Linked DNA regions of Mus musculus: region 2 is linked to region 1. Evidence: chromatin contacts called from public Hi-C data. All regions are on one chromosome and are shown on one strand. The core of a region is the stretch at or near the end of the contact, and the rest is flanking DNA. Distances in the headings are between cores, read along the strand shown.

The links. Hi-C and Micro-C count contacts between places; a contact is called where the count stands out from the background.
Region 2: a contact with region 1 is called in a Hi-C map of cerebellum, with 4 times the contacts expected there. The contact joins two enhancer-like sites. A contact is called at or near these places in 1 of 15 datasets of contacts at CTCF or cohesin (large pre-B cells), 2 of 484 Hi-C or Micro-C datasets (cerebellum and cortical neurons) and 2 of 115 datasets of contacts at active chromatin or transcription factors (embryonic basal ganglia and embryonic stem cells).

The regions. Positions count from the first base shown.
Region 1 is chr2:37,810,353-37,813,236 of GRCm38.p6, forward strand. All of the region lies in intron 20 of Dennd1a (DENN/MADD domain containing 1A), which reads right to left. Among named protein-coding and RNA genes, the nearest start is that of Crb2, 36 kb to the left of the region's middle. Within about 2 kb of position 1,394, at least 6 of the 459 cell types and tissues checked have an H3K27ac peak or open chromatin away from gene starts, as enhancers often do. A contact at or near this core is called in cerebellum, where this site is marked.
Region 2 is chr2:38,538,591-38,541,290 of GRCm38.p6, forward strand. All of the region lies in intron 1 of Nek6 (NIMA (never in mitosis gene a)-related expressed kinase 6), which reads left to right. Among named protein-coding and RNA genes, the nearest start is that of Gm35808, 6.5 kb to the left of the region's middle. Within about 2 kb of position 1,256, at least 30 of the 459 cell types and tissues checked have an H3K27ac peak or open chromatin away from gene starts, as enhancers often do. A contact at or near this core is called in cerebellum, where this site is marked.

The sequences.
Region 1 (2,884 bases), core at 144-2,643:
TCCAGCAAGCCTTACCTATAGTTTCCAGATCTCCTCAACCCTATGATACAGAGCCAGTCCCCCAACCACAAGGTTGGAAGTGGCTAAAAAAGCAGAAGGGTCTCTGAAGCAAGGCTGAGTACTTCTGGGAGCTGGACCTGGTGCTGCTCCCGAAAGCCAAGGGTTGCTGTGCTGAGAGAGGAACTAGGTGTACAGGGACCTTTGTGCTCAGTTTCATGAATATCTGACGAGGAACAAGGGACACTGCCATCACCAGTCACCATCAGAACAAGGGTATTCTGCTGCCTGTGATAATTCCTACTGTCATCAGCAAGAACCCAGGTCACTCCACTCCCTTGGAGACTGGCTCTACTAGGAGATCAGGGGTCAGGGATTGAGGATCAGGGTACCCATGGCTCACAGACTCTCCGATGAGGATCCCTGGACAATGGTATAGACTCCGCACTTTGATCCTGGGCAGAGTAAGTGTAGCTTGATGGCCAGGAATGCATCTAAGAGCATCAAGGATGGGGGTGTTCAGGAGAGGGAGGACCTGGGGTTGGTGGCCTCAGAATAGCACAAGGATGGATGGTTGGGTAGGCGGAGGTGATGTGTGGCCAGGTGGCTGGGCTGCATCAGGAACAGGAGACATTTCTAGTCTCCACTAATGCAACCACTGTGGCCATCCTTTCTTCCAACAGAATTCTCTAATGCCTGCATGGCATTGACATATGGTCTAAGCATGGCCTGAGATGGTCCTTGCCAAGTTACCAGGTGGACACACACAGGAATAAGACATTGTTACTCTTTGGGGGTCTGTGTAGGAGGGAAAGTGGAGATCGGGAGGGAGAATGGAGACACCTATCTCAGCCCTTTGCCCTTAGGACAACCATGCCTGCCTGAGGACCATGGCAGCAGCAGGCAGGAGATGGGGCACTGGCAGTCCTAGGGGTGTGACTCGGTCAGTCCCAGGGCAAGTTGTTTCACTTGCTAGTGGGTTGGCTCCTTTGTATTTGAAAGGGGCTCACACTGTCCTGGCTGGGCTCGGGATGGTTAACCAACAAGCTATTACGCCAGGGTGAGGCCTCAGCTAAGTGGTACAGCCTTTGGAGGCTGACTCCTAGAGGCTTCCCCTGTAGTGACAGCAGATGGGAAATGGCTTCCCTGTGTGTGTGTGGAGGATGCTGTCACGTGAGCGCAGCTTTTCTTGACTGGACTTTTGCACTCAGTCACATAAATAGCCATTGAAACAAATGGACTACTGCTGTCTCTAGTCACCATTAGCCATTGTCAAGTGGGGGTAGAGGTGGACGTGGCAACACCGCCAGTTTACACACTCTTGGATGAGGGCTTCTGTTGGTTCCTGCTTTTCTAATCCTGGTTCCAGTGCCTCATCTGGCTTCAGGCTTCTCTTTGTCTCTACCACCCAGAATCCACTGGGGAGGGCAGTGAGTCAGGTCAGGGGCCTCTCACTCTGCTAATTGGGTTTGTGACCTTCTGTGAGGTGTTTGGACTTCTGGCTGCTCAGGCAGTGGGAATTGGCAGCCTGCCAGGGGGTAGCACCAAGACAGCTGCCCCTGCCCCCTGGGGCCCAGGCCCAGCTGGCATCCTAGAGACTTGCTGCTGGGCTGGTGGCAGCTTCCAGCTCTTGCAGGGTCAGAGGAGGCGAGGTGCTAGCAGCCTCACAGTTACATTCCACGCACACCTGGCACACAGTAAATGTTCATTAGGTGTTTGTGGTTGTTTACTGGCACCTGGTTGATCTCCAGGGTTAGTGGACTATGAGTGGCAGGCATCTGCCTTCACCAATTCCTACATCCCTCCATTCGGGAGACACCTTTGAGCAGAAGTCTGGATAAGCACTGGCTTGGCAGTCAAAGTCAAGGTTGAGGTATATAACTTCTCCCTGGAGAAGCTTGGAGCACAGGTATGTGTATATGCATGTCCATGTGCGTGTGCGCATAAGTGTGAGTGTGTGTGTTTGTGTGTCTGTCTACATGTATGCTTCTACAAACAAATGCCTTCAAGTGTGTATCCAGAGGAAATTTATCAGTGTAGGCTCACACTCTGGGCTCGGGCACAGGGAGAAAGTCTGTGATGTGATGTAACCGTCAGGGTGTTGGGGGCTGACTGGCCATTGTTGAAGAGGTGAGGAGGAATGGTAGGTCATGTGTCCCCCTATTTAGGATGTGACTGTGGCTTCTCTGGATACTGTCAGGAAGTGAAGCCTTGGCACCTCAAAGGTGGCAGACTGGGATGCCACCTTGAGCATGGGGAAGTCCACCTGTGCACCAGGCCTCTGTCCAAATGACCAACTCTAGCATTGGGGTAGTGCTGGGCTATACAGGAGGTAAAGGGCTTGGCTCCTTTGACATCTGACACTGACGGATGTGAAGCACGTCCATAGTGCTAGGGTAGCTTGTCTTCTGTACAGCGACACAAGAGGAAGTGTTCTGAGATGCAGACTTGGGTCACGGTCCTCACAAAATGCTTCTGGCAATGGCTTCCAATCCGTTTTCACCTTCTGAGGCTTTGGTACAGGGGCCACAAAGCACACTTGAGACAAATGCACTGCTGCCACTCAGCAGTGTGGGCTCCAATCGGTGCAGACTGTCTATGCGGCTGGCACACCTGCACTTGTTCCCACCTAGAGAATTTCCAGTGCTGCTGGCTGCTCAGAACCCAAGGGATGCAGATCTGGTACAAGGGATGAGGCAGTGTGGTTCCTGTCCACTAAGTTGGACAGGACAGACATATTCGAAGCACTGATGGGTGTACTGGTTTCGTTTTCAAGAGGTAGAATTGAAGCTCAGCTCTGCTACTAACTAGCTGTGTAACCAGTGGTGCTACTAACTAGCTATGTGACCAAGGGCAGGATCAACCTCTTGAACTTTCAGCCATTACC
Region 2 (2,700 bases), core at 6-2,505, 730 kb after region 1:
CTGCCACTCCAGCTGGAACGCAGTGGGCAAGGCTGTTTCGTCATCCGTAGGTGCCCAAGACTGCCTTGCAGGGTGACTTTGTGAGCGTACTCACTGCCAGTGTCCTCAGCCGGTTTGGCCCAGCAGCTAGTAGTTGGGGGGAACTCTGGCTGTAGTGTTCTTTCCATGCATTACCGCCACTGTGGCCGTGATTGGGAGCCCACAGCAGGCCTGGGAGCCCACACGTGGCTATGAGTCTGGCAGCAGCGTGCAGAAAGTGTCCTCAGGCCAGAGAACAGATCCTAGGCCTTGCTCTACTAGGCCTGGAAGAGCTGCTTTCTTCCCAGAAGCAAGCATGTGATTGAATATGAGACTCATATCTAGTTCAGTTTCAGGGCATCCCAGTGGATCCAAAAGGATCATCCCAGACCTACATTGTAGGTAATCTGAGGCCCAGATACAGTCCAAGCAGCACTGTGAGCACCCAGGTTGTATGTCCTGGGCCACCGTGCCTTGTATGCCACAACCTAGAGCCAGCCTCCCTCAGGTGGAGTTAAAAGTGGCCACCTATTAGGGGCTGGGGAGATGGCCCAGCGGATAAAACATACAGCATGCAGATCACCAGCACCTAAATTAGCACCACACCTGAAGCAGTGTGGTGGTCTAGCTGTGGTCTCTATGCTTGGGAGGCAGGCAGAGGAGCCCCAGGTCAGGCTTCACATTCAGAGAGGAACCCTGTGTCTGCGAATGAAGTGGGGAGCAGAGAAAGATACTGACCACAAATTCTGGTCTCCGCACATGTGTGAACATACACCCAAATACACACATGCTGCACCCTCACACATGTAAAACAAAACCTTACCCTTTGAAAAAAAATGGCTACATGTCCCAGATCTAACTCAGGTGTAGCAAGTGTCTGGTCAGGAGGTAGCTGCAGAGCCTGTGATTAGGTGGCTGTGTGGGTGGACAGGACTGGACTAAGACAGTGTCACTGGAGATTGTGAAGGGAGCTCACTGTCACTCAGGAAGCCCTCATCTACCTTGCCTGGAACCTTTCTATGAAGCAGACTAATAGGGTCATAGAAGACACAGGTCTTTGAGCACCTCCTCCTTGGGAGAATCATATACCCCCGGATGTGGCCTTAGAGTCCAGCCCCTATGGATGGCTGGCCTGGGCCCAGCAACTGTCACCAAGGGAGCCGGCAGTAGGCATATGCCCGACAGTTGGGGCCGGCAGGGAAGGTGTATTGGCAGGTGGCCGAGCCCTTGTGCCAGAGTCTGGCACAGCACGGCCTCTGGAGCTTCAGCTACCATATGCCAGTGTCAGCCCTCACAGCAGTGCTCCTGCAGATGGGGTGCAGGGTAGAAGTGGCTCTTGTTCTGGGGAAGGCAGGTGTGGCCTGTGGAGCGAGGCCTGGAGCAGGCCCGGGGGCAGTCGATGCTATCCTCACACCCTGTAAGAGCACAGAGGACATGGTGGCCTATGGAAGGGCTACAACCCAGCCTGCCACTGTACCTTTGACTCTTCTGTGTCCTCTGCTGGGAACTCCTTTCCTCTCAGTCCAGCCCTGCCCACCTTTCCAGCTATTGAGAGGGATGGAGGGGTACTTGGTAGCAAGAAGCTGTGTGTGACCGCTCTTCCCTCTTCTTGAGGCTCTGTTAGATGCCTTTCTGGCCTGTGGCCCCAGTAAGAACAGGGGCTTTTGTTTATGGCATCCTGGGTTTCCCAGTTTTCAGCTCGGTTTCTGCGTAGAAGAGGCATCTGAAGGGCTTGGAGAAGAGGGGGAGGAGAAAGAAAGTCTGGGAATGCTCTACTAAGACCACAGTTCCTGGACCTATGGCCTTGTTCTAAAGAGCAAAGCACAGTAGGAGAGTAAGGATGGAATCAGAACAATGGCCCCACTGTTTGGGTGTCTGTTGGGAGCCAGGCTCAGAGCTGAGCACTTCTGACCCTTGTAATGTCATCTAGTCCTCTAGCATTCTGGGAGAGGAGATGCTGTCCTTGTCCCCATGTAACCTATGAGAAGACCTGGGCACATAGTGGGGGATGTGGCAGAGACGGGGCTCAAGACTGGCGTTGGTGTTTGACAAACCCTCTTTCATGGTCAGCAGATAGGCCTTGTCCAGCATACAAATAATAGGAAGAGCCAAGCTGTCATTTATATTAAAGACCCGCCCCCTTATGCATGTTAGTGCGTCCATGTGTGTGAATACATATGGGGGTCCAGAGATCAACCTCAAGGGTTAGCCCTTGCCATCTACCTTATTTGAGTCTCCTTGTCTGTGGCTGCATGCACTAAGCTAGCCAGGCTGCAAGCTTCCAGGGATTCTGCTGCCCTGTGCTCCCATCTCACAGAAGGCGCGGGAGTACAGACACACTACTGTGTCAGCTGACTTGGGTCTCACACTTGCTCAGTGAGCCTTTTCCCCACTAAGCCCGAGAAGGGCTAAGCTTTTAAAGGGCCAACAAGGACTGTCGTGCTTGGTGGGGTAGAACATGGGGATAAGGGAAGGATCTCTCTTCCCTCCTGGCATCCAGTGTCCAAGTGCCAGGTGTCCAAGAGCTCGGGGGTTGGGGTGGGGAATCCCTTTGATTGAGTTGTCTAGGGCAGAAGGGATGATATCTCCAGGCTGGAGGAGCTGACCAGGCCATCCCAGAGCAGGTTTTAAGCTACCTGCATTGGCTTCCATACCGTCTGGTGGCCACTGCCGCCAGCTTGT